2 separate regions of the Rattus norvegicus genome follow, and region 1 is linked to region 2. Evidence: chromatin contacts called from public Hi-C data. All regions are on one chromosome and are shown on one strand. Each heading gives the region's core, a stretch centred on a gene start, on an enhancer-like site or on the middle of the called end of the contact. The rest is flanking DNA. Distances are from core to core; before and after follow the strand shown. Region 1 overlaps LOC134481874 (a long non-coding RNA gene). Region 2 overlaps Ugp2 (UDP-glucose pyrophosphorylase 2).

Evidence for each region. A called contact is a pair of places that touch in the nucleus more often than the background predicts.
Region 1: a Hi-C map of liver shows a contact between it and region 2, with 5 times the contacts expected there. The contact joins two enhancer-like sites. A contact is called at or near these places in 8 of 12 Hi-C or Micro-C datasets (the A7r5 cell line, Schwann cells, kidney and 4 more).

The regions. Positions count from the first base shown.
Region 1 is chr14:99,753,508-99,759,598 of GRCr8, reverse strand. The region is part of intron 1 of LOC134481874 (a long non-coding RNA gene); the gene reads right to left. Among named protein-coding and RNA genes, the nearest start is that of Ugp2, 59 kb to the right of the region's middle. Within about 2 kb of position 4,783, at least 8 of the 93 cell types and tissues checked have an H3K27ac peak or open chromatin away from gene starts, as enhancers often do. A contact at or near this core is called in liver, where this site is marked.
Region 2 is chr14:99,675,251-99,680,997 of GRCr8, reverse strand. The region is part of intron 3 of Ugp2 (UDP-glucose pyrophosphorylase 2); the gene reads left to right. Among named protein-coding and RNA genes, the nearest start is that of Ugp2, 20 kb to the left of the region's middle. Within about 2 kb of position 1,292, at least 5 of the 93 cell types and tissues checked have an H3K27ac peak or open chromatin away from gene starts, as enhancers often do. A contact at or near this core is called in liver, where this site is marked.

The sequences.
Region 1 (6,091 bases), core at 3,534-6,033, 75 kb before region 2:
TAAAGATAGGATGGATTTCACAGACCAAGTTAGGAAGGGGGCAGGGAGAATGAAGTAGATAGATAGAAAACCAAACAGAGTTGTGAAAGAGTGAGTCTTTGGGCAGTAGAGAAGTCCTGTTACTGTAACAGAAGGATCCAGGAGCCAAAGTGTACTGAAAGTCACGGAGACTGGATCTATCTAGGATGCACTCGACTGCAGAAATGTTTCTACTGTTTTTATATAAAAATATGCATCTTGCTGAAATCACCTGCGGAAGCAGTATATGGTAGAAGCTCTCAAAAGACAGGAAAAAGGGGTAGATAGTAAAAACAAACAAAACCAAACCCACCAGGGAGCCTCCAAAGGCTTCGAAGGAGAGGTGCGATGTTATGCCTTAAGCGGGGAGGTTCTGCCTGGTGTGGGATAGCTTGTGCTAGAACCAAGTGCACTAATAAAGGTGGAGGGCAGAATGGAAAGGCTCAATATGAGACAGCTTCATAGCAAGGCAACTGCATAGAGAAATCAAAGATGGAATGAAGAATCTTATTGTTTCCGTGCTGTATACTTTTCTTCTCTTCAGCAATCTTTCTTTCTGCCATGGTCTTACTGTGCAATCCAGGCAGGCCCTGAACTTCAATCTGTCTGCCTCTTCCTCCTCCCCTTCCTCCTCTTCCTCCTTCTCTTCCTCATCTTCTTCCTCTCCCTCCCCCTCCCACCCTCTTCCTTCCCCTCCTCCCCTTCCTCCTCTTCCTCCTTCTCTTCCTCATCTTCTTCCTCTCCCTCCCCCTCCCCATCCTCTTCCTTCCCCTCCTCCTCCCCTTCCTCCTCTTCCTCCTTCTCTTCCTCCTCCTCTTCTTCTCCCTCCCCCTCCCCATCCTCTTCCTTCCCCTCCTCCTCCTCTCCTTCCTCCTCTTCCTCCTTCTCCTCCTCTTCTTCCTCCCCCTCTTCCCCCCTCCCATTCCTCCTTCTCCCCCTCCTTCTCCGTTTCCCCCTCCCCTCCTCCCATTCTTCCCCTTCCCCCTCCTTCTCCTCCTCCCTCTCCTCTCCCTCCTCTTCCTCCCCTCCTTCTCCTTCCCTTTCCTCCTCCTCCCCCTTGAATGCTGAGATAAAAGGCATGTGCTCACCACACCCTGCTCATCTTCTGATTTTTACTTCATAATGCAACGTGTTAAAATTCTTTTCCTCCTCTGTCTAGTCTCAAAACACATGAGTCATCAAAGCAAGCATGCAAGAAAGCAGAGAGTCAGACACTGTAAGAGACATTGCAGAGCCATAGGGGGCAGGGCTCAGTAATAGTGCTCACCCAACACATGTGAGACCTACATTCGATCCCTCAAGCTACAAAATAGTGTTTTGATGTCCACCTTTAGAGCGCGCTAACTTTGCCTTACATATCTCACCCTGTATTTTCGTCCAAGTTAATCTATCCCATTCGAAGACAGAATGGAAGAATTGGCAGCCTCGTTCCTCCTGCACCCTCATCCTCTCTCCCACACCTATGCAGAGCTTTGGTGGTATCGCATTTAGAATTCTATTACATAGATTCATATACATTTGTACCTAGTCATAGGTGCTTTTTGTGCTATGCAAAAACATTCCCCATAATAGGAGTAATTGAAAGCCAGCAAAAGCAATATTGAAACCACAGGGACTTTTCCCCCTACCCTGCTGAGTTTCAGTTCATGGTCCTGCTAATTCCTAATGACCTAATTTACAGTTGCTTCAGATTTCACCTCCACTGTAAGTACTATTTCCCTAAACCTTATTTTAATTTTGTTTCTCTTAAGTTCTCATGGTTGAATTAGCACTTTTCCATTGTTGCCTTAGGATGTACAACTCTAGGATAAAATGTTGCATTCCCATTCCTGAGAGAAAGTGAGAATGAACAGAGATGGACAAGAAATGTTTTGAAGAGAAAGGTCTTCAGCTGATTACATAGTAGCAAAAGTTATGGGGGAATTCCTGAGTTTAGAAAAACAGTGGCTTAGGAGACAGATACATAGTTCAAGTTAAAACCGAGAGACAAGCATGAGGTAACTCAAGTGGTCTAATCCATACATTACCTTAGAACATTATTGACACTTTTAAAAATAAAAACTTTTAAAAATAAAAAAGTAAAACTGTTGTGTTTCACAACTGTGTTAGACATCTTCCTGGCCTCTTCCTTTGCTCCTCCAGACTGACTGACTACGGCCTTCGCTCTGCCCTGACCCGGGAGATGCTCTGACCCTTAGGACTGCTGTCGGTACTCCGGCTTTCTACGTTAGCACTGGTTCAGAGTGGGTGAAAATGAGGGGTGCTGTGGACAGCGGAGGTGAAGGAGCCCTGAATATTTATTCTCCAGCTCTCTTGATGCCGCAGTGCCCAGGGTTGGGGGATTCGACTTCCAAAGGTCAATATTCTTGTCAGAAACCGTCTTCACATAGTTTCTCAGTTCTGGTAAAACTCTTTCCAGTCCAATGTCAAGTTTATGGGATAGTAGCAGCTTCTCGTTACTGAGCCCAGATGCTCCCCCTGATTTCTGTAAACAACGCAGTGGCTTATAAAGAATGAACGGCTAACAACTCTCCACTACCTGTAAGGAACTTTACAGCTCTCCACAGACTGATAGGGAACCCCGGGACACTCACTGACCCTGCAGCAAAGGTGAGAACAAATGCACAAAGACACCAGAGGTGGAAGAGTACCAGCGGCTCTCGGAAACAGGCCAATATCAGAGGGTTTGGGGACCAATGGGAACCTATTGGGCTGAATGGCTGAAGCGAAGCCGGCTTTTCCACGAAAAGAGGGAACATGTCCACTGCACAAACCCACAGAATGGACTGAAAATAGAGCCCACAGAGGAGTAGGGTTTTTCTCCTCTTGGATCAAGGGCCTATTACCACTGTGCTTTGAAGTGTGGGGAAGTCTGAGTCAGGCTCAGACTGGGGCTGACCCGTCCCTAAGGTGACAGAACAACCTTCTGGTTTTGTCTGGAAACAGAGAAAGCAACAATCCAGAGAAGAAAGCAAGCGCGTCTTGGTAAGGAACTCCAGGCAAGGAAGCCATAGGTCCGAAAGGGATTGTCTGCATTCTAACCCTACCCTAGAGCACATTCATTATCCCGATGCTCTCTCTAGACCAAAGGAAAAAGGATCACCTTCCTAAAACGAAGTCCAGGGAAACCGAACAGTGGGCATCGGTGGGGAGAAACGTGTCTTTGAAAGAATTCTCTAAATGTAACGCTGAGAAGGTTAAAGGGAAAGGAGGCCTGGGAGAGCTCTGGTTTAGAGTCAGTCACACCAGCAGAGCTCCAGAGAGAATTTTCTCACGAGGGAGGGCTGATAGCAGAGAATGCTAGGATGGTTTTGGTATGAACTGGAGAACGTTTTGCATTGACAAAAACTGAAAAGCTGGGTATGTATGGGTTACAGAAGGAATTTGTTCTAAACAGCTAGGTAAAAGTGTCTGGCAAGTCAGAAGGAATTTGTTTGTAGAATCTGAAACACATTCCTGATCATTTGAGAATGATACAAAGAAGTTCCACAAATTTCCCTGGAACTGCTGGCTGGGGCTAAAAGGCATGACTTGATGGGAGTCTCTAGATGTTTGGTTTCCTTCAGATCCTGGCAACGGTTTTCCATGTTGGAGAGACAAGAATAATTTATGGATCCTTTACAAAGCTGATGTGGTCTTGTGGTTCCTATTTTGGAATCTTACAAGGAGCCAAATAAGCTCTCATTAGTCATATGAGCTTTGCAGGCTTACCAAGAACTCACCCTCTCCCTTGGCAAGCAAAGGGGCCCCATGTGCCCAAGGTAAGAATATCACCTGACATCTGTAACGCGCTGTGGGACCTCGTCGGCTTTATATGAGCAGTGGTTCCGGGCAACATCCAAAACCATTGCTTCATGTTATTAATTCGGATCAGGTACATTTCCACAAATGTTTTGCAACAGCTCGAGGGGATAAATTACTAAGTAATAAATGCTGACTGTCATGTAAAGATTAATTTTTCCTGTCCTTGAAAAGTGTTAATTAAATTTTAAGGGTCAGACTAGCCCAGTATCTTAAAGTTATATCCTGAGATAGAGAGAGGTGAAGTCATACGGCGTTGGGACAGGAGAGGGAACGGTGGGTGAGAAAACTACTTCTCAAGCGTGAGGACATACATTCGAATCACCTGAACTCATGTGCTCAAGGAAGAAAGAGAGACACAGACAGACAGACAGACAGACAGACAGACACACACACACACACACACACACACACACACACGAAACACACACCCCTAAGACCTAAAGTTCAAATACAAATTTTTCTGTGAATCAAAGATTTCTTAGTATGTTTGGAGCCTGAAGGTTTTCTACTGTGTGTTACAACCAATTTTGTATAATTGAGGTTTCAAAAATATTGTACTTCAGAAATATTTTCTATAATATTTCTACAATAATACTCTCTTCACAAGAATTCATGATCTTCTGTCTTTGGGAACTTTTTCCAATGGGAAGGAACTAGGACCCTACAGAGTTAGTTCTGCCTAATCCAGCCCTCTACCATCTGATCAAAGATTTCACCTACCTAGCTTCATGCTGCCCTACCTCCCTGTCCCCCTTTGAACTTTCTAATTAAACCTGAAGTCATCTTTTCCCAAAGCATGTGACTCAGGCAGCATAATGTCACGGATCAGGGCTGAACTATTCTAGACGCAGTGCATTAGCAGCCAAGGGGTGCTTCTTAGACTGAGCTATCTAGGGCTCCCTGAGGACTTGCTCCATGGCAACCACGCCACTTGGACTCTGATAGCTTTGTAATTCTGAGTTACAACACGGCAAGATTTATGATGGTGAGTTCATTTGCTGGGTGTGTTATTTGGACACCATCTTACTTATACTAACCTGGAGAAAGCCTCCAGGACAGGGAAAGGATTTAGGCTCTGATTCACGCCGTTCTAACTCCGCTAGGGTTCTAATTCAATGACACACGAGGGCCAGCCAGCATGACTTGATCAAGTGGATAATTACAGGATTTCTCATTTGTTCCTGCAGGATGTTACTGGCCCTGCAGGATGGGTGTGTGGGCTGCGTATCATTCAGGCCTCACACAGGTCGATGAGAATGTCCTAAGTGACAAGGTCAATGGGAGCAGAGAGTCAGACATGAGCTCTTGAAAGGCTACTATGATAGCTAAGTTAGAACAGTCTTTATGTCAGTTTGCCAGAAACGGAGTAATCGTTTCTGAAAAGGTAGGCAGGTGTTTTCCTACGTGGCAGTTAAACTGTGAATTTGTCAAAGTTAGTCAAACGCTCAACACACAGGCCCCTGGGGTGACAGGAAGGAATGAGATGGGTGCAGACCCGACTCTCAACACCTCACATTTCTTTTCAGGTCTCCCCAGAAGGAAGCTCAGCAGACTTGGCTCCTTCACTGAAAGCAATTATCTTAACTGGGTTTGAGGTCAATTACACAGCAACGTGGCCAAAGGCAATGAATAATTCTGTGCTACTGAACAAACATTTAGAAGAAGTAACCAGGGCTGGAGAGATGGCTCAGTGGTTGAAAGCACTGGTTGCCCTTGCAGAGGCCCCAGCTCCATTTTCAGCACCCACATGGCAGCTCATAACGGTAACTCCAATCCCAGGCGATCTAACGCCCACTGTGGTCTCTATGGGCATCAGGCATCCATGTAGCACACATATGCAAGCAAGCAAGAAAAAAGAAGAAGAAGAAGAAGAAGAAGAAGAAGAAGAAGAAGAAGAAGAAGAAGAAGAAGAAGAAGGAGGAGGAGGAGGAGGAGGAGGAGGAGGAGGAGGAGGAGGAGGAGGAGGAGGAGGAGGAGGAGGAGGAGGAGGAGGAGGAGAAGAAGAAGAAGGAGAAGGAGAAGGAGAAGGAGAAGGAGAAGGAGAAGGAGAAGGAGAAGAAGAAGAGGAGGAGGAGGAGGAGAAGGAGAAGAACAGGAGGAGGAGGAGGAGGGAGGGAGGAGGGAGGAGGGAGGAGGGAGGAGGGAGGAGGGAGGAGGAGGAGGAGGAGGAGGAGGAGGGAGGAGGAGGGAGGAGGAGGAGGAGGAGAAGAAGAAGAAGAAAACAGGAATATATTAGAGCCAGGGAGTGGGCTGGCTGGAAAACACTGTA
Region 2 (5,747 bases), core at 43-2,542:
TTTTTTTTTCCTAATGAGAAAGTCATAAATAAGTTCCTGCTTAGGAATACTCTTATTCTCACTTGTAGAAAAATACCGGGGTTGGGGATTTGGCTCAGTGGTAGAGCGCTTGAGGTCCTGGGTTCGGTCCCAGCTCCGGAAAAAAAAAAAAAAGAAAGAAAGAAAAAAAGGGGGGACTGGAGAGATGGCTCAGTGGTTAAGAGCACTGACTGCTCTTCCAGAGGTCCTGAGTTCAAATCCCAGCAACCACATGATGGCTCACAACCATCTGTAATGGGATCTGATGCCCTCTTCTGGTGTGTCTGAAGACAGCTACAGTGTATTATAAATAAACACATCTTTAAAAAAAAAAGAAAAATACCTAAACTTTTTAAATTTATAAATTATATGTTTGTTAAAAAAGATAAGAAAATCTCATCAGTTTTCTGGAGCATATTATCTTCTTATTAGTAACACTGAAGTTAAATTTTTCCTGGCTGGGTTGGCGAGGTCACTCAGCAGAAAGGGACCAGTCTTGCCATGTAGTCCAAGACCTGAGTTCAGGCCCTAGCACCCCTGTTAGAAGAAAAGAATGAGCCTAAATGTTGTCTTCTGCCCTCACACATGTGTAAGCACACATGCACAAATACACAAATATAAAAACAATTTTAAAATTCCTCTCCTCTGTAAGTCAATTATAATGGGGGGGTCCTAATTTTGGTCTTTGTTTTACTTGTCCCTGGCACATTAATTATTAGGATTTCTTTCTTTCTAGTTAAGCAGCAGATTGACTTTTTTTTTTTTAGATTTATTTATTTAATGTATATGACACTGTCACTGTCTTCAGACACCAGAAGAGGGCATCAGATCCCATTACAGATGTTTGTGAGCCACCATGTGGTTGCTGGGAATTGAACTCAGGACCTCTGGAAGAGCAGTCAGTGCTCTTAACCACTGAGCCATCTCTCCAGCCCGATTTTTTTTTTTTTAACCAAAGGAAATGAGAGAATTCTTCTAAAATTCTTTAAAAAAGAACTAAACATAGATTCATCCAGTTTTTAAAATTATTTGGGAGCAAACCTAACACAATGATAGATTTAGTCACTCTAAGCACTCAGACTTTTTGCCTTCTAATTATTCCTAGTTGAATAGCCCCAGTTGGTTATTGTGTGGTGGTGTCCAGCAGCAGACTGGGAGCTCTGCTGCTTCTGGTCACTTACAGAGCCTAGTGTCAGCTAAGGGCAAGGCATCAGCCCTTCTCTGCACAGCTGCCCGTGTGCAGATCCTGGTCTGTACAGGTGGCTCCCAGTGCTGTGCTGGGCTGCAAGGCTATGCTGAGGTTGAGCCAGCTCTAGAAGCAGCCTTCACAGTTCCTACCCTGAGAACTAAAGGTCAGTCTGCAGTTTGCTAAGTGACGGGATTAGCTGGTGGTGTACAGTTTGTCCTGTAGTCTCAGCTCCTGAGCACAGTGAGCCAGGGAGTCACTTGATCCTAGTTATAGATAACTGGGAACATCCTGAGGACTCATAGTTGCCTCCTGTCCTCGGCCAAAAAGCAGAAACCATTTACTTTTATCTCGTCCTTCAGGTACCTACCTTTAGCAAAAATATTCTGTTAAATATATCTTTTAAAAAGACCCTCAACTCTCTAGCAGTAGCAGATTTAGTTCTAAAGATGTGATTTTCTCATTTTTTTAACAGCATCTTTTAAGAGATTTATTTATTTTTATTTTATTTATATGAGTACACTAGTCTATAGACACACCAGAAGAGGGCATCCAATCCCGTGGCTGTGAGCCATCATGATGTTGCTGGGAATTGAACTCAGGACCTCTGGAAGAATAGACAGTGCTCTTAACGACTGAGCCATCTCTCCAGCCCAATTTTCTCATTTCTTAACTCTTTATGTGCTAGATGAACTGAGCCTTTTGAATGCAGGAAGGAAAGCACATGTACCTGTAACTTTCACTGTATGTGAAGGTTCGAGAATCTGCTTTGCTAGTGCATAAGTCTTTGTGTATTTTGAAAGGTTGTGATACAGAGTGGGAGTTCTTGAAGGACTGGAGGATGGGTCCAAACACCTCCCTGGGGTGTTTGCAGCTCAGTACTGCCCACCCGAATCCTCCTTTCAGAAGGCTGTCCATGGAGTGAGTCGGGATTTTTGATGAAGATGAATAGTTAATATGAGTAAAGAACACATAGAGAAGAAGATGAGATGTATCTTACGTGGTCTTTTGTCTTTGTTTGTATAAGTGTATACATTTCCACTTAAAAATATCCTTCAAAAAGAAAAAAGCCCTGGTCTTGATATGCCCTTGTAATCCTATACTCTAGGATGTCAAGGATTTTGGATTGCAGAAGCAAAAATTGTGTGCACCTCTTTGTATAATTTGTTACTAATTTGTGGTATAGTTCACACATTAATATTCTTTCACCTGGCTCTGTACTCAAGCTCCCCTGCCCTCCCTGGGTTTTAGAGGTGATAAGAGATGGTTCTTTCAGTGGTGGGAAGGCCACGTCTTAAACAGCTCACTGGTGAAGAGCCTTCGGAAATCAATGTGCCACTAATCAAAACTCAGTTGTCCCACACTGATAACAACTGGCAGGTTGCTTAGCATGCTACTTGGGATCTATAGAAAATCATCATCCATTAGCTTCCCACCATTGTTCTTTCAGAATAATTTCTGTGTCATAACATACTTTTTATGTTTTAAAGACAGGTAATATTAATTGTTTTGGCCAAATAGAAATTAATCACGGGGAATCTACCACTTAATATTGACATTGCCAGTGTCAATCTAGCTTCAAAGTTATATACCTAAAAACAAAAACAAAAACCCCAATCTTTGTCTCTTTGGTAGTTTTTTTATAGTTTGTGTGTGAGTATTTGTGTGTGATTATGTATGTATGTGTGAGTGCATATATACAGGGCAACAGGCCGTGACCTTTGTATGAGGACAGCTCTCTCCTGCCACCTTGTGGGATCAGGAGGTTGAACCCAGGCTGTTGGGCATGTGTGAAAGCCCTTCCACCTGCCGAGCCGCCTTACAGGCTTGCATCTGGTTTTGTACATAGTTTGGAATATTGCCATGGTTTGTAAGTAATGTTTCATTGAAAGTTCGTATCTGTACTTCTTTTCTGTAGCTCCTATTTGTGTGTGTGTGTGTGTGTGTGTGTGTGTGTGTGTGTGTGTGTGTGTGTTTGCACAGTTGAACAGTTAAAATCGAGGTGGTGTAGGTTACTATAACTCTTAAAATACTCAGTGGTGAGAACTGTCTAACAGAAGCTGTTTGTAGCAGGTTCAGACTGTTGAGCTGTACAAGGGAGTTCACAATCTCTTTGTGCAGGATATGGCATTTGAATATGAAACATTTTTTCTTTTTGAAGAACCATCTGTAAAAGTATTAAAAGCAATCTCTATAGGATTTTTAGGTAAGATTTTAGACAATACCCATAGGGTATTTTCAAAAGAAAAAAGTTTTAAAGGGGGTCTTCTGGATATGGTCATCTGTAGGTCCTGTAACATGCTACCGCACCTGCTGGTTGTTATCCGTGTGGAGCAGTTGGTCAGCCTGAGCTTTGTTCAGTGGCACATTGATTTCTGAAGGCTCTTTACCAGTGAGCTGTTTAGGACGTGGCCTTCCCACCATTATCAAGTCTTTAGTTTTTTACAGGTAGAAGTTACAGTTTGTTGTGGAGACTTACGACATACACACATTTTTCTAATACCTGTTGATATATAATTCCAATAGATGACAAGGATAAGCAGCCGATAAGAACATAGGGTATTAATTCTGTGTGCTATCAGTTTATCACCAGCATTGTCTAATAAGCCATAACTCACTTGTCATCCTATCAGCTGACCTGTGCAGATCTTGTCTGCTGGTCTCGGGCTCTGAGGAACTGAAAGAATGGGGTGGCCCACAGTCTAATGCCGTGGCACTGTACTTCAGAATAATTTTATATGCAGATGTAACAACAGTGATCCAGAGGAGGTTGTTTGAGTTTAGACAAACACGTAAATAGAAGTCAGTAAGCACATCCTAAATATTAACAGAGCAGCCCTTTCCTGGAACTTTCTCAGGGCAGACCAGTTTAAACACAGTTGCCTGGTATGTACTGTAGATTATATCCAGGATGACGTGAAAGCAAGGCAGAGGCCAAGTCCAGATTCAGGGTCCACTGACCAAGTTGGGTTCTGTAGCTATATGCTGACATCCAACAAGAGTAGACATCTTATAAATTGAATACAAATGTTTGTCAGAATCATAGCCAAGAACAATGCGGGGAACAAAATGTGCTTGAGGTAAGAGGCCTTCTGCCCCTTTTCTTGGAGCCTCTATCACAGTTCCCCACGGCATTGTTCATCATGGTCATTTGTTTTGACCATGTTCTGACTGACACCTGTCCTGTTTCAGGTGTTAAATTTCTTATGGAGTTTAACGGAGGATCTCCAGAAAGCAGCTTAAACAGTAGAGCCAAATCCTCAGTAGTGGGGCAGATAAAAGCAAACTCGATTGACATGGCCCCAGATTTAAAAGTTAAGCCTTCACGTAAGTACTGATGAGATGAGCAGCAGGAGAATGTCGTCCACATACCTAGTGACCAGCACCTCAGGAAATGTAGTCAGTATCAGACCTCAATGCTTACGCCTTGGTTGATTGTTCCCGTTGAGCTTGTTTTATTTTTTTCATGAAGGGGTCATTATCAAGCTATATTGAGTTATTCCTGCTGTGGGGGGAATGAAGAAGAAACAAACAAAAAATAAACAAGAAACTAAACTCTTGCTGCACTGGCTTAGCTGCACCTGGCATTCTCAAGTGATTCAGTAGACACTGAGGACTGAGTTCCCGTCAGATAACCCTAGAGCATGCCGCTGCAGGAAGTGATGAGTGGGCAGCCGGGAGCTGTGCTTCCAGACCTCAGGGTCCCTGACCCCAGCAGGCGGGCTTCGACTGATAGTGAAGAATTGCCATACAGCCATTGGCTGGGCGGGAAGACGGGGCGAGACCTTTACATTTTGCCCACAAGAGACCAAGAGGGAAGGGAGGAAGAGGAGAATCGCCATGATGGGGAAGCAGAGGGATTAGACATGAAAGGTTCAGGAAAGAAAGCAGCCAGCCATGTAAGAATTCAGGAAAAGGGCCCTAGGGGCCACTCCCCCATTGGGTCTCGGGTAGCAGAGATGACATGTTGATTTAACAAGTTGACTCAGGAAAGTTGGAGGGGAGCAGCATGGAGGATTAGAAATGCCCAGCCACTGAGCTAGTCCAGCATACCAGAATTAGCTGGTATTGTGTATCTCTCAATAACAAATCAACACTAAACCCCCTCAGCCCACCAAGCCAACTGGAAGCTTCCCCTTGAAATTGAGTTTGATGAGAGTAAAGGTTTGGGGGTTTTGTTTGTTTTTGTTTTTGTTTTTTGTTTTTTTGTTTTTTTTTTTTTTTTGGTTCTTTTTTTCGGAGCTGGGGACCGAACCCAGGGCCTTGCGCTTCCTAGGTAAGCGCTCTACCACTGAGCTAAATCCCCAGCCCAGGTTTTGTTTGTTTTATTTGCACATTAATTAGTACTGGAAAAATGGTATCCCACAAGATTGTCTTTATGTTCTGTAATGAAATTTACAATGTTTTAAAGGAGTTTAGTCTGGTGGGGAAACTTTTCTGAAATGGGCTGGAAGCCACTGGTCTGAGCATAGATGATGACAAAGGATACCCAGGGGTAAATGCAGAGGCGTGTGGGCAAGAGATGGTAACATGGTACGGGAGG